Regions from separate parts of the Macaca mulatta genome. Here region 1 is linked to region 2. A link is a contact called in public Micro-C data. All regions are on one chromosome and are shown on one strand. Each heading gives the region's core, a stretch centred on a gene start, on an enhancer-like site or on the middle of the called end of the contact. The rest is flanking DNA. Distances are from core to core; before and after follow the strand shown. Region 1 holds the start of LOC144330127. Region 2 has its middle 89 kb from the start of CHD2.

What was found. A called contact is a pair of places that touch in the nucleus more often than the background predicts.
Region 1: a Micro-C map of CD4 T cells shows a contact between it and region 2, with 10 times the contacts expected there. The contact joins the promoter of LOC144330127 here to the enhancer-like site in region 2. A contact is called at or near these places in 8 of 14 Hi-C or Micro-C datasets (CD4 T cells, blood, cortical neurons and 5 more).

What each region holds. Positions count from the first base shown.
Region 1 is chr7:82,997,809-83,004,308 of T2T-MMU8v2.0, reverse strand. It overlaps LOC144330127, which reads right to left and starts at 2,630. Exons shown (of 5, transcript XM_077940425.1): 1 at 1,676-2,630. The coding sequence starts at 2,615. The coding sequence ends at 1,968. It overlaps LOC144330128 (a long non-coding RNA gene), which reads right to left. Exons shown (of 3, transcript XR_013396020.1): 3 at 3,539-3,670.
Region 2 is chr7:82,927,353-82,933,573 of T2T-MMU8v2.0, reverse strand. No RefSeq gene overlaps it. Among named protein-coding and RNA genes, the nearest start is that of CHD2, 89 kb to the left of the region's middle. Within about 2 kb of position 3,668, at least 18 of the 40 cell types and tissues checked have an H3K27ac peak or open chromatin away from gene starts, as enhancers often do. A contact at or near this core is called in CD4 T cells, cortical neurons, fetal cortex germinal zone and 1 more, where this site is marked.

The DNA of each region.
Region 1 (6,500 bases), core at 1,381-3,880, 72 kb before region 2:
GATTACGAACCTTTTTTTTTTTTTTTTTTACTTTCCCTCTTTTTATGACAGGCAATAAACAAACAAAGAAAAAGTTTACCATTCTTCAAGACAAATCATCTTAGTATCTCCCTTACCATCCAGAAATCTCTTTTACAATTATGAGCAATTAGAAATTAGCTCCTCTAAGAGAAATTAGTGAAGTTAAAATGGCCACTGGTTACTTTAAATTTTAAATCACAAGTTACTTGATCTCACCAAGTGGGATATTAGCTTTGTCTTTAAAGCTATTCTAAAACTTACAGTATCTAGACCTTTACTTAATTTCAAACCAGGGTCTTGAACATTTTCATTTCAGTCTTTCTCCTCCCCCATTTATCACGTAAAAAGATCTTTCAGGTTAAACTGCTAGCAATTATTTTGCATTTCACAATTCAAAGAGGATTCTAAAGAACTAGATTCAGAATATCCATTTAAAACCACTTTCAGTGCCCAAAAATTTCGGAAACATTGATTTGAAAAACCAAAATTAGTACTTAAAACAGATTCTATAAAATCAAGATATGCGCAACTGATGTAACATGTACCATTATAAGAAGGCTACTCAAAAAACAAAACAATTTTACTGGAAAAATGCCCTTAGAAATATGGTCGAATAAACCAGTATCTGATTTCAGATGTACTATGTAAGTCTGCCCAACACTATTTTTACGTAGTTCTGCACCTTTACAACACAAGAGCTCCGCAGAATGAAGACAAATATATTCTAAAATACACAAAGGTTTGTGCGCTTCTGGTTTGTTCTTCAAACCACTACTTAAAAATTACCCTTCAAACATCTTTTTAAGATTAGAGACTATACACAGAACTCTACTAAATTTTATGAAACCTGTACTTTTAAAATACTGTTCCGTTTTAAGCATATCTAGATTTTTATACATGCAACAAATGCAACAAATATGGCTCCTCTTCATCGCCCATTACCGAGAGCAGTCCTACTTTATTCATATTTACATTACGAGAAAGTAACTTCAGGAAGAGATTTGGTGTCAGAATGTTCTTTTGTGAAAGTTTTTCGATCATGGCTTGTGATAATATACATTCTCAAAAAAATTAAATTACGAACTTTTGACTAGGAATTGACCCAAGTACGTTCTAACATTCAGGTGTGAGAAGTTACAGATAACGGCGCCTTGTGACCTTTTCAAAAAGTACCAAACAGTGTATTTAATAATATTTAAATATCAGGAGATCAAATGATCTTGGCGTAATTACTCGGTAAAATAAACATTAACCAAACGTCATCAGCTAGCACCGTAATTATCAAATCTATTTCCATTAAACAGCTTTGACGACACAGTAAACTTGTCTTCGTAATTCTGAAATACCAGCAGCACTCCTCCAACTTGCATTTTTCAAAGACAACCTTAACGTCATAAAGGTTTAATAAGCAGCAAGTACCTTCGCATGTATCACTGCAGCCGTTTCAAAATCGGCTTTGAAAGAGTTAAAAGCCAACACCCAATAGGAGGGAAAAAAACAAGTTTTATTTTTGTTGAAACGTAGTCAGGGTTCCATTGTTCTTTTAAATTCGATCATGAAGATGAGTTCCCACCTCACCGGAAAGAGGTTAAAAAGCTCCTCCGTTGGAGAACCTGAAAGGGATTTTTTTACCCTAAATATCAAAATAACTCACCAGGACAGAAAGGGGCTCTCCACGCCCGATCCCCTTCGGGCTCTCGCCGGCAGTCACCCGCCGCCCCTTTCCTGGCGGATCCAGTCCCGGCGACGAGGCCGCCCCCCGCCCACCTGCCGCCCGCGGGGTCTGCAGCGGGGCCCCGCGTGCCCCCTACCCCGGGACCCCACGACTCGGGCCCAGGGCACCGAGGCGCATCCCACCGGGGAGAGCCGGCCCGCGACCACAGAGGGGCCGTGCGAGAAGAGCCAAGCGGCGAGGCCTGGCCCGCCGCCCCCTCCTGCTCGCGCGCTCAAGGACATTTTGCTTTTCCTCCCAAGGACAAAGGACAATAAAAGGAGCCGGGGAGCCACTCACCGGGTCCGAGCGCGGCAGCCGGCACCTCCTGGTCGCCCAAGTCCGAGTCCCGGGCCGGACCGCCCGCCCGAGCCTCCCGCCCGCGCCGGGTCCAGCCGCCGGGGCCCGGGGAAGCCTCCGAGGCGGCAACCGCAGCGGCGCTTTCGGCGTCGTGGGCCCGGCCGCCCTGGGAGCCTCTGCCGCGGGCTCTGACGCCGACGCGCGCGGCCCGCCTCGCCTCAGCCGCGGCCGCCCCACTCCCACGGGCCTGCGGGCCGTCCGGGCGTAGCTCCCCGCCGGCTGGTGGGCCCCGCGGCCGCGGCGGAACGCCTGACAGCTCGGGGTGCTGCTGCCTCTCCGGCCATCTTGTGCCGTGTGTGTGGTGTCTCTCTCCCGTCTCCTCTCTAGGCTTTACTCCCTCCTCCTCCTCCCCCCGCCCCACACACCACACAACATGGCCTCTTCGCTGCGGCGGCAGCGGCTGCGGCGGCGGCAGGAGCTCCGCCGCGCTCCAGCCCGCTCCCCTCCCCCACCGTCCCCGCCTCCCGCCCGCAGCTCCGGGACCCAGCGCGCACGCGCGCCGCCGCCCGCCCGCCGCAGCCATTGGCTCCAGGAGCTTCCTGCATCCCCTATCGGGAGCGGCCTCACGCACGCTAGTTGGCGTCTTCCTCCCGCCCAACAACAACTACTTCCATCCTATTGGGTAATTTCAACCCCACCCCTTCCGCCTCCTTCGTGCGGATAGGCTGGCCTTAGTGCCATTCACTACCCGTAGGCGTTTCTGGTTTTCCTGAGAAGCTCCGGCCCAGGATTGGCTGGTGATGGAACCTTTGGGGTTGGAGCTGAGCTGTTGCTTTTCTCCCCGCAGTGCGGACCCCTCCAGGCTAGCTGTAGGGTACTTGGTATGGTCTAGGCCAGTCTAGAATCGTTAGTGCAGGGTCGCACAAAATGTGGCTTCGCATCTAGAAAAAGCTCTGGCTTCGGTGTTTCTAAGTTCAGATTTTGTCTTTAAAAAAAGGAAAGAAAAAAATGACAGGATGATGAGCAAACAACATGCAGGCCCACAGCCCTTGGGCAAGCAGCCATATCCTCAAAATATTTGTTCTAAGCACCCAGGCCTCCCATGAAGGTCACACAGTCAGGACCAATGGTTTTACCACCAGCACATTCCCTAGCCCCAGTATCCGAATTGAGTTGCGATTTATTTTGAGGATTTGTAGACTGCGTGTTGCCCATTTACCTGAGACCCTAAAAGAATGTCTAGTGTCTTGTGAGCTGTCGCCATGGAAATCAAAAAATAAAAATTAAATTAAAAAGAATGTCCAGTGTCCTGAGGCCTTAGCGAATGAATCTCAATACCGGTTAACTGGATTCCACCCTGTAGGACAATGTTTGTTAGAGTAGCAGTTTGAACCTGAAAAACCGTGGTCTACCTTTTCAGCTTCCTTCCAGAGAACCAGGCAAAACAAGCTTCATTTCCTTTCGGCAAATCTCACTTTTTTCATTACTTCTTCCTACTTTAAGCTGGAAACAACTCTAAGCAGACCATAGGAACAAAATGAAAACCTAAACTTTCCTGAAATGGATGGGGAAAAAATAAAAGAGGTAGCTCTCTCCAGTTGCCAGTATTTAGAAATCTTGCTCCTTTTGGCAGGGGACCTGGGGAAAATGAAAGGAACACCAGATGCTTAGTTTTAACGGATTTTTTTTGAGGGGAGGGGTTTAGGGGTGAGGGAAACAACTCTTAAATTCTTTTGAGCCTCTGCCCCTGGGTTAGCATCAGAAAATGTTACATACATGTAGAGCCTAGGAAATAGTCTGGCCGCTTTTTTAAATGACACAGTTGTTGATTGATTTGGCTCAGTGTAGCATCAGCCACTTAGGACAGAGCTAGGACTTGATCTCAAGTTGCCTGACTTTTTATAGATCTTGATTTCCTTGTATGCAACCTGGCCACCCTCCTTGGCAATGTACTTTGAGCTCTAAGTGGGCACACGCACACACCCACAAAATACTTCTTCAACCGAAATTAAATTTTCTCCAAGAGACATTTAATTTCCAAGAGACATTCCCTTACACAGTGTAGCTTTGAACACCATGGACCTGCAACAAGGCTGTTTTTGCTGAAATAGCCCCATTCTGAATCCTTTTTTCTCATTCTTCTGGTGTGTTTTTGCTGTGCTGTTGTTCACTCCCTTTTCCTTCCGTTTTTCCCCTCTTATTACGACCTGAAATCCCTCTCTGATTCTGCCTTTCCAGATTCATCACCGAGTATGTCTATGCCAGGGAAACAGGCCTGAGCAGGCCTTTATTAAAACAGTCATGGCTGAAAAGCATTGAGTTAGCTGACTAGGTGCCAGGCATTGTTCTCAACTCTCATTGGTGATTAACTTGATCATACTACACTCCAATGAGAGACAGTTATCGTTCCTCTCTGTGTCTTATCCCTATCAGGAAACTGAGACTCAAGGAGTTTAACTTGCCCGAGTTCACACTACTAAGAAGTATTTTAGCCCAGATAATTTGCCTTCAGACCCTTCTGCCTCTCCCAGTTTTCTTTCAAAAACTGTCCCTTCGCTGAATAGGTTTATTTGAATCTTTTGTTGTGTGGATCCTCCAGATTTGCCAGCTCCTCCCTCCTATGCTTCATTGAAGGTATTCTACCTTTAGAATCAAACATGAGATCCAGTCTAATTGAATCCCCAGACTTTGCCCCACCCCATTGCTGTCAATCTCCTAAAGCCACCTGGGAGCCCTCCAGCTCTCTTGTTTGCTCCCACTTTGATTTCTGGAACCCTACGATTCAGCTTTGGAGTGGCTCAATTGTATGAGGGGATACCTTGGGCAACTTACATAAAACAGCTTTCTTCTCCCAAGTTTACATCCCACACGATGTCCTCTTTAGAGAAGGCCCTTTATTGAAACTTTGTCTGCTATCACAAATGACAGCTATGATTTCTTTTGCCATAGCTATACCATCTCTTCAGTCATCCCTCCTTATTGCAAGAAGAGTTCTGTTGTAAATAAAAAGCACCTGACACCTGGCAGACCACATCCTACCCCCTCCACAGCTCCTTTTCACTCTCAGTGATCTGCCAGAGAACCAAGAGGAAATCCCTCCCACCCCCAAGTCACACTGACTCCTGTGACTGCCATTTCTTTGGGAAAGAAGATGAAGAGGCAAACCCCTAGCCTTGGCTCACTTAGAGGAAAGGCCTGTGCATGTGCTCTGAGTAGTTCTGTTACTATTCAGTACTATCCAGTGAAAAACTTGGATGGGCAGAGAATATTTCTAGAAGGATACAAGGACATGTTTATACTGGTTGCCTCAGAAGAGGAAACCTCAGATGTAGCTACAGAGTTAGGGAAGAAGGGACACTTTTCGCTCTACTTTTCTGTGACTTTGGAATTTTGAACCATGTGAATGTATTGCCTTCTTCAATTAATTTTTTTTTTTTTTCGAAACAGAGTCTTGCTTTGTTGCCCAGGCTGGAGTACAGTGGCTCAATCTCGAATCACTGCAACCTCTGCCTCCTGGACTCAAGAGATTCTCTTGCCTCAGCCTTCCGAGTAGCTGGGATTACAGGCACGTACCACCACACCTGGCTAATTTTTTTGTCATTTTAATAGAGATGAGGTTTCACCATGTTGTCCAGGTTGGTCTTGAACCCCTGAATTCAAGTGATCCGCCTGCCTCAGCCTCCCAAAGTGCTGGAATTACAGGCATGAACCACCACGCCCAGCCCTAATTAATTTATTTTTAAGTAATTTATTTATTTTGGAGACAAGTTCTCGCTCTGTCCCAGGTTAGAGTGCAGTGGCAAGATCGTAGCTCACTGCAGCCTTGAACTCCTGACCGCAAGCCATCCTTCCTCCCACCTCAGCCTCCCAAGTAGCTGGGACTACAGGCATGCACCACCATGCCTGGCTAATTTTTTTTTTTTTTTTTTTTTTTTTTTTTTACTGTAGAGACAAAGTCTTGCTTTGTTGCTCAGGCTCATCACAAACTGCTGGCCTCAAGCAACACTCCCACCTCAACCTCCCAAAGTGCTGATCTTTAGGAGGGAAGCCAAGATAGAAAGAAAGAAGGAAAGAAACTAAACAATCTGTTGAGCTAAAAGTTGACACTACTGGAAAGGAAGGTTAACTTTTTTATTTACTTCACAAGAATCTGCATTGTGTGAATTAGTTACAGTAAACACTTGTAATTTTTTTTTTTTTTTTTGAGACGGAGTCTCGCTCTGTCACCCAGGCTGGAGTACAGTGGCCGGATCTCAGCTCACTGCAAGCTCTGTCTCCCAGGTTTATGCCATTCTCCTGCCTCAGCCTCCCGAGTAGCTGGGACTACAGGCGCCCGCCACCTCGCCCGGCTAGTTTTTTTGTATTTTGTAGTAGAGACGGGGTTTCACCGTGTTAGCCAGGATGGTCTCGATCTCCTGACCTCGTGATCCGCCCGTCTCGGCCTCCCAAAGTGCTGGGATTACAGGCT
Region 2 (6,221 bases), core at 2,419-4,918:
AAAAAAGTGGGGCACCGTGGCTCACAGCTGTAATCACAGCACTGGCAAGGTGAGGTGGGAGGATCACCTGAGGTCAGGAGTTCGGGACCAGCCTGGCCAATGCGAAAAAACCCCTCTACTAAAAATATAAAAATTAGCCGCACATGTTGGCGCGCGCCTGTAATCCAGGTACTCTGGGGGCCGAGGCAGGAGAATTGCTTGAACTCAGGGGGGTGGAGGTGGCAGTGAGCCAAGACAGCACCATTGTACTCCAGCCTGGGCAACAAGAGTAAATCTGTCTCAAAACAAACAAACAAACAACAAAAGCAAACGTTCATTTACACTTAAATAATCTTAGGGCAAAGTTTATATCCTTGCTGCACATCAGAAAGAAAATTTTAGCAATTTCCTTTGCATCACATCTCTACATAGAAATGAACTAGTTAAAAAGGAAAACAGGGCCGGGCGCGGTGGCCCACGCCTGTAATCCCAGCACTTTGGGAGGCCGAGATGGGTGGATCATGAGGTCAGGAGATTGAGACCATCCTGGCTAACACGGTGAAACCCCGTCTCTACTAAAAAAATACAAAAAATTAGCCGGGTGTGGCGGTGGGCGCCTGTAGTCCCAGCTACTCGGGAGGCTGAGGCAGGAGAATGGCGTGAACCCGGGAGGCGGAGCTTGCAGTGAGCTGAGATTGCGCCACTGCACTCCAGCCTGGGGGAAGAGCCAGAGGCCCCATTTCAAAAATAAAAAACAAAAAAAAAAGGAAAACAGGTTTCCGTAGTATTAGCAGGTTGACGGTGATGGAGTCCTTTTAAATATTTAACTTGAAGTTAATGTCCATGTCCGGTATTTATTGGACACACATGCATATAACATCGAGAATATACAATTTACAATTTTCAAAAAAAAAAAAAAACAAAAAAAACCCAGTATCAATTTAGAAGAGTGAGGGCAATTAAAGTTGAGCTAGGATTTGAGCTAGGCTGGGGAGGCAATACAATTAACAAATTTGGTTTGGAGAGTTAAAATATGTATCAAACAACCAAATACAATCAAATACAATAAAAAAAGTATCAACAGATTCACTGTAAATCTTATTTTACAGAAACTTGTACAAAACTTTTTGTATTAAAATGTTCATGCCAGCATTATTTACAGAAACAAAAAACGAGCTGCATACAGCATCTTGGGCCAGTAGTCCCAGCTACTTGGGAAGCTGAGGCTGGAGGATTGCTTCAGCCCAGGAGTTTTAGGCTGGAGTGCACTATGATCTCACCTGGGCAACGCCTTGACTCAAACAAAACAAAACTCAAAACCTATTTAACAAATCTGGTGTCCAATAGGAGAACTGTTAATGGTTAACTATGGCATACTCATCTGCTGGAATACTGTGCAGACTCAAAGTCATGAAGATTCTTATTGCCATAAAAAAGTACATTATATGTAAATACAAAATGTAGGTTATAAAACTATGTCTAGTATTATTTTAAGACAAATACAGATGTACAGACGATTAGCATAATAGTGGTTATTTCTTGGTAGTCACATTTTGGGTGATTTTCTTTGTATTTTTCATGTTTTCTGTTGAGCACAATTTGCTTCAGTAATATAATAGTAATTTCTAAATGTTAAGTAAACAAGGTAACAAATTGTACACCCAGTATAATCCCCCCAAAACAAACTTAAGCCTAGCCTAAGAACAAGTAACTACATTATTAGAGTATGGGTTCTTTTAAATTTGTTCTGTCTCTCTTTTTTTTTTAACTAAAGTTCTTAGAATAAGGTATTTTAAAATTTAAAATACATTTTCTCTTTTTTAACAGGAAGCCTGTGTTAATGAAAGTCTGGAGACAACTTAAGACCTGAGGCTCTACTCTAAAGCTTGTGTTCCGGTATGCCAGTGGCATTTGCTGAAAAAGTTGTCCGAGATTTTATCTGAACCGTACGTACAAAAGGAGACAAAAAAGGAGGTAGTCACTGCAAAATATATGGACACAAATGGGGCAGGGTCCTTTGGAAGAAATGCTATGTAGGAAAGCTGCATTCTTTTCTCAGACTGAGGGGAAGGAGGGTTCCTGACCTTTCTAGATTAAAGGATTCTTTAGAAACTCTGTCCACCGCTTCTTTGCCAAACGATGTAAGAGTCTGAAGTGAAGCCTCAGAGGGCATGGATACACAAAGGAGTGGCTAAAGAAAAATTCTCTTAAATCTCTGATTGGGTCAAAAATCCACCCTTAAGCCTTATAATAGAAGACTTGCCACGCCCTCCGCCGCCCCCCTTCACATTATACTATCAATAGTAATACAGTTTTGATCACAGCACAAGTGTTAAAAATCCCTACCAGCCTGAAGAAACCATAAGGGATCTCTTCATAAAGAAAATAATGTCTTTTCCCCAGCTGTCACTGTCGTGTGCCCTCGATTGGAAGCCTTATTACATTCAGGCTTTTTTTTTTTTTTTTTTTTTTTTTTTTTTTTTTTTAACATTAACCTCCCAAACCTTTGGGAGGCAAGTATTATTGTTTTAAAAAAGGAAGAAAAAGGTCATATTTCAGAGACATGCCAATGGCCTCACAATTTACTTAGCGAGCATGAGAGAATCCGAATCCTAAATGTAAGATGACACATTTATAAATAAAACCAAGGACAAATGTCTCCTTTATTCTAAATATACCATCACACTCTGAGTAGCTGGGGTTAACTATTTTTACCCACACTGGCTCGTTTGCATCTCAAACTCACGTAAAATAAAAACAGTGGTGAGAAATGAAAACGGACTCTGGGGCAACTGCCCCGGCAGAGCGTGAAAGGCTTGGTCTTTCAGCACTAGATTCAACGACATGAAGGGGAAGCTGTGGGCCTTGAGCACTTGACCATTGTGCTTTATTTCTTGCATTTTATAATACACAGCGACCGATGTCTACATTTTTATTTCCTGAAAAGGTGTCCAAGGTGGCTGATATAAATTAACAGAATTTCAGACTTTACCACATATTCAAGGTCCTAGGGCAGCTCCCGTCTACGGTCAAAAACAAAACAACAACAAAATTCCAACATTTGAACGGGGCGGGGAAGCTACTTTAAAACCCAGATAGAGATTTTTCTCCTTCGTTTGGAGGAAGGTAGGAAGGGTTTGTTTTAATGCTTTGCACAAAGGCGGGAAACGGTCATCAAAGCTGTTGCAAAGGGAAGAGCCAATGCATTAATTCGATCCAAGAGGACTCGCCTCGTTGGATTTGCAGCAACCTAATCTCTCGCTCAGGAAGAAAACGCCCCGAGGAAGAGTTTTCTGCCCTCCTCGTTTGCAGGGAGCAGCAAACGCTGGGACAAAATAAACGGGCGCCGACTGGGAAGCACGCTGGCAGCTTTGCGGGACTGCGCCGTGGGACCCCCCGCAGGGCCTGGGTCTATGAACTCCGACCAGGCGGAGGGCGCGTCCGCTTGGCGCAGTTGTCCCCGCGCGAGCCCATATTTAGTCGAACGGCCCAAGGCTAAGCAAAACCACTTAATTTATCTCTCCGGATCCCTCGAACGCGGGCCTTTAAGGGGCTCGCAGCCTCAGGGACGCCAGGCTGACCCCGCCCCCCGGCCGCCGCCATCTTGTTGTTTTCCCCGATCCTTCCTGACCGGCCACGTGGCACGGCGCTGCGGAAGCGAAGGCACCGCCCCAACTTCCGGCAGGGCTGGTTCCAGCCGCCCGCGGGACGCAGACGCGCGGCTGCCCCCTGGTGGATGGCCTCGGGGCTCCGGCCGCACCCTGCCCCGCCTTCCTCCGCCATTTCATTCCCTGCCCACAGCACGTCCGCTCTCCGCTGCCAGCCTTGGCCCAGAAGCGTGCTCCGAGGGCGGGGCCGCTCCGGGCACCACCTTTAGTGTGGGAGCGTTTTTAGTCTGGTTCATCGAGGGCTAGAGGGTCATCTACATCTTTACACACATTTAATTATTAATTTTGCATTTTGTCTTATATTTTTGAGACGGGCTTACTCAGTCCCCCAGACTGGAGTGCAGTAGCCGGACCACAGCTTTCTGCAGCCTCCAGATCCCATGCTCAAGGGTTCCGCCCGCCTCAGCCTCCCAACCTGGTGGGATTACAGGCGTGAGCCACCGCCCCGGAACAACTTAATTTAAAAAGAACGCCATACGGTTGTCTGGAGGTGTTTTGGTATGCGGTGCTTGGTGCTTCCAGACTTTCACACAGGAGGCCCCAACCTTGGTTTTCAGACCTCCCTTCTGCCCGGAGCCCCAAGCCAGGCCAAGCCAGGGCGTTTCCCAGGCAGCGCGGGGTGGTGCTGGGGGCGGGGAGGGCACGGTGCGGCCGGGGGAGATGGGGAGGCGCATGGGGCCGGGGTGCAGCTCCAGGGACCTGGTCAGCACCCTTTGCTAGTACTATTTCTTGGTTTTCTGGACGTTCCTTTCCCCTTGGAGCTGCTCTTGTGTCTCCCATTTCATCTCCAAACCAATTCTGGTTTCTTGAACGTTTGCCTTGAGCAAGGCGTGGGTTATCTTAGGTAATCCTCGTAGCAGCCTTTGACATAGAAGCTGTTTCTACTCACACTGGTGCTCAGAGGGAGTAATTCGCTCATGGGGTAGAGCTTGGTTGGAATCAAGGGCACCTAAGTTTCTACTGTAGACATTGAGGTTCTCGGCCCTCCAACAGTAGCATCTCCAATGTCAGGGAGCTTGTTGGAAATGTCACTGTTAGGCGTCTATCCCGGACCTTCTAAATGGGAAACGCTGAGGACGGTGGTGGATGGGGCCCGACAGGCTGTGATTACCAGGCAGCAAGGTGATTCCGAGGCACCCTGAAAACGCTTTCCCTCACAGCCCTTTTCAGGGTGAAGAAAGGGAGACTTGCCCTTAATGAGTGCTGATTCCATGGCATTTTGCATAATTCTGTGATGTAATCCTCCCGACCACTCTTTTATAGAAGAAACCGTAGCTCAAACTTTTCATGAATTTAGAGTGCCAATATTTATGTAAAATGATGGTATGTGCCATTTGCTTGCACCGTGTATGCATAAAATATCTCTGGAAGAATATCAAGGTGTTAACACAGTTTTACCTCCAGCAAGAGGAGGATATAGGTTGCTAGGGTGACTGAGTTGGGAATTTTTTTTTTTTTTGTAAGATTTAGTAATTTACCGCCTGGCGCGGTGGCTCACGCTTGGAATTCCAGCACTTTGGGAGGCCAAGGCAGGCGGATCACGAGATCAAGAGATCGAGACCATCCTGGCCAACATGGTGAACTCCTGTCTCTACTAAATATACAAAAATTAGCTGGGCGTGCTGGCACGTGCCTGTAGTCCCAGCAACTCAGGAGGCTGAGGCAGGAGAATCGCTTGAACCCGGGAGGCGGAGGTTGCAGTGAGCCGGGATGGCACCACTGCACTCCCGCCTGGGAGACAGAGCGAGACTCTGTCTCAAAAAAAAAAAAAAAGTAACTTATGAATTTGGACCATGTGAATCTATTACTTGTTCCAAGTAAAACTGAATAGTTGAAAAGTACGCTGAGGCTAAGGGTAGTCGCTCAAGCCTGTAATCCCAGCACTTTGAGAGGCGGAAGTGGGAGGATCGCTTGAGTTCAGGAGTTTGATCAAGACCAACCTGGGCAACGTAGATCCCTATCTCTATTTTTAAAATATACCCTAAAGTCCGGGTGTGGTGGCTCACGCCTGTAAGGGCTGGGCACTGTGGCTGCCAGCACTTTGGAAGGCCGAGGCAGGCGGATTGCCAGAGGGCGGAGTTTGAGACCAGCCTGGCTAAGTGAAACCCCGTCTCTATTAAAAAGAGAAATAAATAAATAAATAAATAAATAAAAATTAGCCTTGCATGGTTGCGCACGCCTGTAGTCTCAGCTACTCGGGAGGCTGGGGCAGGAGAACCACTTGAAGGCGGCAGGCAGAGGTTGCAGTGAGTCGAGATTGCGCCACTGCAGTGCAGCCTGGGCAACAGAGGGAGACTCTGTCTCAAAAAAAAAAAAAAAAAAAGTGTCTACTTACCTACCTATATAAATACACACTAAGAACAGTATTAGCACTAAAACCAGAATTTGAATTGAGGTCTGACTGGCTCCAGATTCCATATCCTCTGTTGATTACACGTGAAAACCTGTTTTAAACATAAAGTGCTCTGCTGGGCACGGTTGGTCACGCCTGTAATCCCAGCACTTTGGGAGGCAGAGGCCAGTAGATCACTTGAGGTCAGGAATTCAAGACCAGTTTGGTCAATGTGGTGAAGC